2 separate regions of the Mus musculus genome follow, and region 1 is linked to region 2. Evidence: chromatin contacts called from public Hi-C data. All regions are on one chromosome and are shown on one strand. The core of a region is the stretch at or near the end of the contact, and the rest is flanking DNA. Distances in the headings are between cores, read along the strand shown.

What was found. A called contact is a pair of places that touch in the nucleus more often than the background predicts.
Region 1: a contact with region 2 is called in a Hi-C map of the N1E-115 cell line, with 5 times the contacts expected there. The contact joins two enhancer-like sites. A contact is called at or near these places in 2 of 15 datasets of contacts at CTCF or cohesin (the NIH/3T3 cell line and stem cell-derived epiblast-like cells), 33 of 484 Hi-C or Micro-C datasets (the HL-1 cell line, the N1E-115 cell line, Sertoli cells and 18 more), 12 of 115 datasets of contacts at active chromatin or transcription factors (SST interneurons, VIP interneurons, astrocytes and 7 more) and 1 of 9 other capture datasets (embryonic stem cells).

What each region holds. Positions count from the first base shown.
Region 1 is chr12:54,058,396-54,062,931 of GRCm38.p6, forward strand. It overlaps Npas3 (neuronal PAS domain protein 3), which reads left to right. Exons shown (of 12, transcript NM_001370962.1): 10 at 3,588-3,735. Among named protein-coding and RNA genes, the nearest start is that of Gm35818, 81 kb to the right of the region's middle. Within about 2 kb of position 2,581, at least 8 of the 459 cell types and tissues checked have an H3K27ac peak or open chromatin away from gene starts, as enhancers often do. A contact at or near this core is called in the N1E-115 cell line, SST interneurons and neural progenitor cells, where this site is marked.
Region 2 is chr12:53,750,689-53,754,862 of GRCm38.p6, forward strand. The region is part of intron 4 of Npas3 (neuronal PAS domain protein 3); the gene reads left to right. Among named protein-coding and RNA genes, the nearest start is that of Gm35614, 79 kb to the right of the region's middle. Within about 2 kb of position 2,858, at least 25 of the 459 cell types and tissues checked have an H3K27ac peak or open chromatin away from gene starts, as enhancers often do. A contact at or near this core is called in the N1E-115 cell line, SST interneurons and neural progenitor cells, where this site is marked.

The DNA.
Region 1 (4,536 bases), core at 1,331-3,830, 310 kb after region 2:
TTAAAAGACAGAACTATATAGAAGTTTGGATGTGGACAGTCAGTTCCATTGAGGGGTACACAAGGCAACCAGCCTGGGAATCTTGACAGTAGAATGTACACATTAAAACAAGCCACAAAGATGCCAGATCGTGTGTGTCAGCAGTGCCCAAGCCACAGGGCACAGATGCCACAGGAAAAACCAATTGCCCTGGGTATTTCCTCTCCCTGTACTTCCTTCTTGCTGTAGTGTGTGTGTGTGTGTGTGTGTGTGTGTGTGTGTGTGTGTGTATTTGTGCGTGTGTGCGTGTGTGTACATACTCTATTTTTTTAGAACTGCCATATCAACTAACTTATGTTGTACTTATTTCTGGCTTCCTCCACAAAAGGAGCTTTGTGAAGAAGGCTGACTTAAATATCCCCTCATTTTTCCCTACTGTTCAAACCCATAACTCAAAAACAACAGCAGCAGCTACTAGATAACAGAGAATCCAAAAGGGTTAGGGTTTTTTTTTTCCTTTTTGTATTTTTCAAGTTCTCTAATTTATTACACACTAAAAATCTCTTTCAAACTGGCACCAACATGGCTTTTCTTCTTGAGCTGATTAGGGCCACATGAGCTCAGGAAAAGCTGTCAGATCCTGCCTCTGGCACAGCTGGAATGATCCAAATGATTTGCCAGTATGATTTTTTTTTCCAAGAAATAAGCTTCATCCCAAAGTTATAAATTTATATTCTGTAAGAAGTTAGAGCAAAAAGTATCCCTGATTCAGTATGAAAGAAGGCACTCTGGGAACTTCTTTTATATGAACTTAAAAACAAAAGGAAACTTAGGTAATATTTTGGTCAACATTTCATTCCCTCCTGAAACTACCATCAGATCTTCTCTGTGGATTCCAACGGTATATGGAGGTCCCGTTTAGAAAACACCAGCCCTTGAGTTGTCACTGAAGACCATGTGAAGATGGTGACCCTGGCAAATTCTGTTAAAGACCAGTCCAGGGAACAATTATGACCCAGAGACTGCTTGTCTTCAGTTGTGCACTATGACCTCTGAAACCTGTGCCATTCACCAGTGACCCAAGAACAGCCACAGTGCTGAGCGGAAGAAATCCTTGTGTTCAGTCCTTCACCTGGCCTCCTCTTCACATCAGAAGTCACCTGTCTGCCTCTTTGTCATTCAGGAATGTATTCTTGGCGAGGCATCCCTGAGCCTGGATTTAATGAAAGACTGAATTAATGTATTCATGGACCCTAATAAATTTGTATTTATCTTCTCAGCAAATGCCCTTTAAGCAGACCAAGCCCTCCTCCCTCGTTGTCTAAAGACAGCATTGCATCAGCTCTTTGTATTAGAAACGTGTTTATCTGAAAACTGTCAGGAAGGTTGGTGTTTTTAAGTGAGGAGCCGCATGGGGGGTGGAGTGGTCATTCTGTTGATTCTTTACATTCTAACTTGATCTTATTTGTTTCTTCGATTTAACCCTCTCAGTCTCTATATTCTAGAGTTGGTGTTTTCTGTTGTTTGTTGCCTGTTCTGGGTTCCACTCTGGTTCAGATTCTCCACCCAAGAAATGCCAGCCTTGCTCGCCAATTCAATTTTTTTTTTCACATGATTCTGCAAAAAGGTTTTTTTTTAGTCTTTTTGTCTTTGTTAAAAATACTAAAACCATTAGGAATCATCCTTTACTCTGCTTAGAAAGCACATAGAAAGAACTATGTCACCAACCAGATTGGAGTGTGGTGATTTCCTCTGCATAGACTTGCGCAAGCCACTGTCCTCAGGTAAAAGTCACCCAGGCCCAGCAGCTCTGAATGAGAGCACCCTGTGTTGCATGCCACGGCGGTTTAACAGGAGAGCCGTGTGGTACGCCTGGCAGTTCACCACTTTCTGCCTCCACTAGGAGTTTGGTAGCCTGGAAAGCCATGCATACAGAATGGCAGAACTTACTGTCACCAACAAAAGGAGGGCACAATGCTACCTGTGGAAGTCCACCACCAAGGGCAGGTGATGGCCCCCCAGCCTTCCAACGCCCTGCATTGGGTAGTAGCTTTAGAACAAAACTTGCCCCTGTGTGAAGCATTTATTAGGGCTTTTTCAAGCAACAGTGAAGACATAATTATTAAATTTTACAACCATTCATTTAACATATCGTGAGAAAAAAGGGGGGAGAATGGGAGAAAAACATGAAAGTCTGTCCACTATGGATGCAGAACGTAGGGGTTGATTAGTGGCCACTCTCAGATGAAGGAAGAGGTTCACCCGCCTGGAATGTTACTCTTTCCCACAGTGACTCCCTTTTTCCATCCACCCCCCCCCAAAAAAAAATCAAAATGTACTTCATGAAACTATTGTATATGAAGCACTTATTAGCCGTAATTAAATGGACAATATGAATTTACTACGTCTTTAGGACTCTGGCTTGTTCTGGTTTAGAGCAAGATGATTAATGCAAATACATATTACTTGAGATAACCATTTAGCAGCTAATTTAGCCAAATTTATTACAGCAGTTAGAGGTTTTTCATTTTAGCAGACGGAGACAAGGACATGCCAAAAGTGGGGCATGTAGACGAGTGCGCACTGCCCTCTAGTGGCCGGCAGGCTGGTGAGCTTTTGTGGGGGCGTGAGCAGTGGTCTCCACGTCCTGAAGCAGAGCCTTCCCTGCATACTCTCAAACCATTCCCCTCCATAGCACTTTATTTAGGGGGTGATTTACTACAGTTTCCCTTTTTACTAGCTCAGGAGAACCCAGATACAAATCAAATCTATTTCAACTTGGCAAGATTCTGGTTAGACTATCATTTTTAAACATCTGCATTTTAAAGCTCTCTTACAGTGGGTATTTAAAGGCACCGGTTCACATTCCTGATTGTTTTTACTTGTTCCATCATTTTGTGCCATATTTCAGCGTCTGGCTGGAGCTGTCACTCTGTTTGGCTCAAGTCAAGTCAGTGCTGTGCCTCTCTCTCTTAGGCCAGTGTCTCTCTCTGACTCAACCCGGGGATATATTTTGTTCCAACCTTCAGCTGTCTCACCACAATTTACCCTGGCTGACCAATGTAAATTTACTTCATCCAAGGACTATAAATTCTGTAGGACAAGATCAAAAGGAACGGATGGCTAAGGACACGGGTTTGATATTGCTCAGGCTGAAGGGAAGTGATCAAAGACGGGGGGGGGGGGGGGGAAGGCATCTTCAGAACCATTCAGATAACCAGAATCTCAAGGAGGGCAACTCGGAGGAGCTATGCATAAATCAGGCAGAGATTTGCCTTTCTTACCATCTGATGTTAAACCCACCGACAATATCCACACCACATTAGGTGTGCTCTGAGCCAAAAAGATTAGTAGCCCTTTTATTCTTCCTTTTCCACCACGGCTGCCCAGAAGGGAATATAGCCTCACTACAGATGCCAGGAACCCCAGCTAGGCAGCTGCTGCTCCAATGAGATGTTGATTTCATTTGTGCTAATAGCATCTTAAGTCAGGCATACGCTGGGCTCCCCAAGCTTTGGTCTCAGGTTGGGCAGAAATGAAAACCGTTCTATGCCCCATCTTAATACTACACCTTCTGTTTTGTTTTATCTCTCTTTACCCTACCCCAGTGCTGAATAAGGGTCAGTGTGTGACCAAGTACTACCGCTGGATGCAGAAGAATGGAGGCTACATCTGGATACAGTCTAGTGCCACCATAGCTATTAATGCGAAGAATGCAAATGAGAAGAACATCATCTGGGTGAATTATCTTCTTAGGTACCTTTTCCATTACATTTCTCTCTCGTTATAAACTGCATGCACTGAGGCTAATAGCCGGCAGGTCATGAGCACTGTCTTCGGACAGGGACAAGGACAGGCAGGGTGCTCTGCTTCCTGCAAGATTCAAAGAAATGGGAGATGATCAAAGCCCACTAAATCTCAGATTGTCAGTCTTTGGGCAGCCCTGTCCCCAGAGCTGCTCTCCTTCCTGGGACAAGTTCCACCCAGAGACATTTGCCTAAAGCTGCTGCATCCTAGAAATCATCTCCTTATGCCCCCACCTTTGCCCTTGCACTCTAGTCCCTGGGGAAGCAAACAGAGCCAGAGGGGAATAGCACGGACCCTTTGCTTCCTACGCATTCCATCGTTTTGATCTCCTCAACCTTCTGCACAGGTATTTGTTCTCTGGATACTCAAATTTTGGTAAGCAAGATGAGCCACTTTGCCAGAGCACTGGTAATCTCAGTGTAATTAAAATAATAATAATGACGACAACGACGACGATGATAGTAACTCCTTTGCCTGCCACTCTGGGCTTTTAGTCAAGTTTTATGTTTTTAAACTTTGTATCATAGCAGTCCAAATTCAACTGCTTCCTAAATGCTGGTACAAGGTACCTTTTCCTTCCCTTTCCTTAAGTCTGTTCTTCAACTGAGATTCCAACAAGCCGTAAAGTGACTGGATGGCTTGGGTTTGAGGGCAAGCCTTCAGGAACGTTCTCTACTGGTCTTGTCACAGAGCTATCACGGCACTTGGCTCCCGCCCACCACCGTAATTCCACTCTTAGGCCTCTGTTGT
Region 2 (4,174 bases), core at 1,608-4,107:
AGCATGGCCATCCACTGGAACATGGTCAACTTACCAGGGGCAACACTCTTAAAGAGAACTGTCTGTCTCCCAAGAGTTATCCTTTACCAAGTGTTTCCCAGCTAGGGGTGGAACTTCATGCCCAATTCCCCTCTGCATACTGGGCTTTGGATTGTCTTGAGCCTGCACAGGTCCTGCACAGGCTATCACAGCAGCTTTGAGTGCCCGTGTATAGCTGCCCTGCTGTGTCTTGTAGCTACCTACCACTTCTGGCTCATAAACTCTTTCAGTCCCCCCCTCCTCAAGGATACTTAAGTTTTATGAGGAGGCAATATAATGGTTCTGTTGACCAGTTGTGTACCTTGACCGGTTGTGGGTCTATGTGTTGATCACCATCTACTCAAAACATACTTCTCCAATGTGGCTCAAGAGACAATTAATATGCCAGCATAATAATGAGTCTGTTTAGTACTGTGTTCATTTAGCAGAACAGCAGTAGTAAGTTCTGCCCAAGGTTTATGACATAGCAACCCACAGGTTCTTGACCCAGGAATTGTACCAGGTATGGGTTTATCTTCTGGAGTAGGGCTTAAAGCTAGTCAGAGAGTCATTGGCTATTCCCATGAGAGTCATGCCACTGTTGAACCAGTGGCCGTGCCTTGCCAAGCCTGTTGTTACTGTAGCCCACAGGGTTCCCAGCTGGATAAGACTGATGGGTGCTTTTCCCCTACATTAGTGTGTACTGTGAAGTCTAACCAGTAGGGATGAAGCTTCCAGGCCAGTACCAGCTTGATTTCCTCATATTCTGTCACTCAGGTATATGGTATTCACCAATATGTTCTTGTTCTCAACTTCTGGTTGGTAACAAAGAATATTGACAATACCTGGTAGTATTTGGGAAGGTGGAAGGGGTTATGGGACCTCACTGCCTCAATGACCAGCAACTCTGAAAGACATAGCACATCCCTAGCATCTCCATCTCTCTCTCTCTCTCTCTCTCTCTCTCTCTCTCTCTCTCTCTCTCTCCCTCTCTCTCTAACATCCTGTGGTGTCTAGTAGGGTAATTTTAATTCCATGGTCCCCAAGTTAGGGGTCCAAAAGTTTCTAGAGGACAATACCTTTATCAGTGGTCACAGTGGTCAGGAAAGGCAACAGCATTATAACCAGGCAAACGCTCTCTTAGTAGTGTCACACTTCTGGCCTGATGATGCTAACTTCTGTCTCTTAACCATTATCATTATGTAAATAGAAGCCTCGGTAAAATAAATACATAATTAAACTGTTACTATAAACTAATGTTCCTTAATATTATTCAGCTGTTTTATTATGCCAACTAGGACCCACAAATGCATGTTTACAGGGGATAGGCTCTTTTCTTTGCTAAATGCATAGGCATCACCTGCACAGTAGCTTGCTCCGATAAATAAAATAAATGTGCTCACTCGTTGCCCTGCTCTGTGTCTGTTGGGGCTCATCCTCCTTCCACCTGTAGAATGTAGAGTAACCCTGCTTCCCAACCATGGGACAACCAGCTAGAAGGGAAGGCTCCTCTCCCCGAGCTAGGCCACTGCTCTCACTGCTCTCCACTGCAGCACCATTAATGCTAATATTAAGAGTGGCAGTACAATAAAACTAGTCACCCCCAAAGGAACTCCTAGTCCTGTGCCGTTCCACCAAGCTCTAAAGCCATGGTTTCAAAGCGTTGCTGCCAGTCCCTGGGGCTTACAGCCCAGTTCCTATAGGAGCTGGCACCATCAAAAGAGCAGTGTGGCTCTGTGGCGCTTTTCCCGCTCAGCCCTCCATTTTCACAAGGGCCAATCAATAGTTCTTGATCTCCAATTTTGTGCGAAAACTCTGTTTGTGCTGAGCCCCGCTGGCAGCCACTTCGTTGCCAGCTCCCTCTTCCTGAAACAAAAGGAATGTGTTCTTCCTTTCAACAGGATGGAACTTCTGAACACATTTATTTTCTTCAATTCATGAAGAACCAGCTAGGGTTGGAGGGTTTCTGCAGTTCCTTGTGTGACTTGGAGAATGTGGATGTATGGGAAAGGCATTTCTAGCGTTGTCAAAATTATATTTGTTCCTAAACAAATGGAGTCTCTTTGCCTTCTTACCTCAGAGGCTTAAGTTGGCGTCTTCCCAAGCACAACCTTTTGGATAATAAATTCTTTCTGAAAGGAAGCACAGAGCCCGTTTGATGTTATAAATAGTGTATATAGTGGAAGGGAACGGGCCTGTAATCGCAGCACAAGGCCTGCACAATGTCTGTGGGATAAAGTGAGTCTTATTCTCTGCTCAACACTTGGGAACTTCCATTTGAAGATATATCTTAATGACCATTTTAGTAAGTCGAGGGATTTGTTTTGTTTTACCTTTTTGCTACTAATCTATTTATACTCTCTGATCTGTGGATACACATCTATGACTACAGCCAGCAGACATTTAGAGATGATTCCGTCATCTGCGGCTATCATGGGGCCACTGAGCAGGCTGCTGTGAGGCAAATTACAGGCTGAGATAAGTTCTGGAAAAGAGTAAGATCCTGTGTTCTGTGGAATTCCTAGAGAAATTCCTAAAGGAGATTTCGTTCATACCCTTCCCCTAACTTTGTCCCTCTCAATTCCTCCCTTCAGCCGGTCTCCCTCCTTCCCTATGTCCATTCAAACGCCCACCTCAGAAGAGTCACTTCTGACCAGCTTCTTTGCCCCTGTGGCCTGTTCCCTCAGGTCTCATGCTCTGATTTTGGCAGGCATTTAAAGCCCTGAAAACACGGAGCTCACTCTGTCCCTGTGGCAGTGAGACCCGGCACATCAGTGCATGTCACGGAGGTGTCAGCCCTCTACATCATAACTGCAGTTCATTTCTCAGGCTGACAGTGACGCTCCTCATGAGTAAGGATTAGAACGGGCACACTTCCAGATCGTAATTACATCAGGCAGGAGGGTGAGCAACAGCGGTCTCCCCCGCTTTGGGGGAAAGAAGGGGTGGGAAAGGAGAGGGAGGAGCGATGCTGAATTTGGCCATCTAGTGCCTCATGTGTCCCGTTTATCAAGAGATAATAGGATTAAGCTAAGCTATGGGACTTCTCTGGCTAATGCTGTCTTCAGCAGGGGTCTAATAAGGATAGATATAATTGGGTAAATGGCGAGTAAGAATGAGAAAGTACCGAGTATAAGCACAATGCTTAGGAATAAGTTATGACAAATTGGATTTTGTCCAATCTCTACGGACTTGGTTAAAAGTCTTGCATCATACACTGAATTATAAGGGGTAGCATATAGGTCTGTCTGTCTTGTGCACAATTTGGCTTCTTTGCTGCTCTTATCAGAAAACATCCAATCAGGTCAGCCCAGGTCTATCCACACCACTCACCCGAAGCCAAGAAGGAACATCCAAATGGGGTTAAAGAAACAGAGTAAATTAAGTGTCTAAAAACAAATGTGATAGAAATTAAAGTTGGTTTCCCTGACCCTTGCCCATTTACAGAATTTACCCCATTAACAGCCGAGAATTTATTTCCACTTTCTTCACCTCTCTGAGAAGAAAGCAAACATACAACACAGCCCCAAAGGAGTAATTAATTAGATCATTTGCTGACACGGATTTGAATAGTTTATTTAAATACAATTCTGTTATTTATTTATTTTACACCATTATGCAAGAGGTTGAAACTCCTGTTCTCATTTGCACTTAGCAAGAAGCTCTGAAAAAAAAATATCACAGTGAAGGAAATAAACAAAGAGCCGTTGATCAAAGGGCCACGCTGAGAGAGGCATGAAAGAAACGTCACTGGGACGCGTGTTACAGTCTTTTAAAAAAATCAAGGGTGGGTTGAGTTGGGGAGTGAGAGGGAGGACGTGACTGTTTGTTTCCTACTCCCATGGGCATAGCCTAACACACATAATTGGCTCATTGATAAGATGCCATATCAAAAGGTGGGCAAGGAAGTCTGTAGCAAGCAGGAGGATGGGTAAGGGTTGTGATGAGTACACAGAACGGCACAGGGATGGAGACAGCTTTTGAATCCTGGCTGTGGAGAACTCACAAACCCAAGAATCAATTAAAAAATAATAACTGTCCAACCTCTCGGAGACTAAAAGTTATAAAGTCTTCCCCCAAATGAAAGTATCTTTTCAAAGGCTGCAGATTCCTTCACCGTGAGTGACTGTCCTGTGTCCTCTAGAGTCCTTTCTGG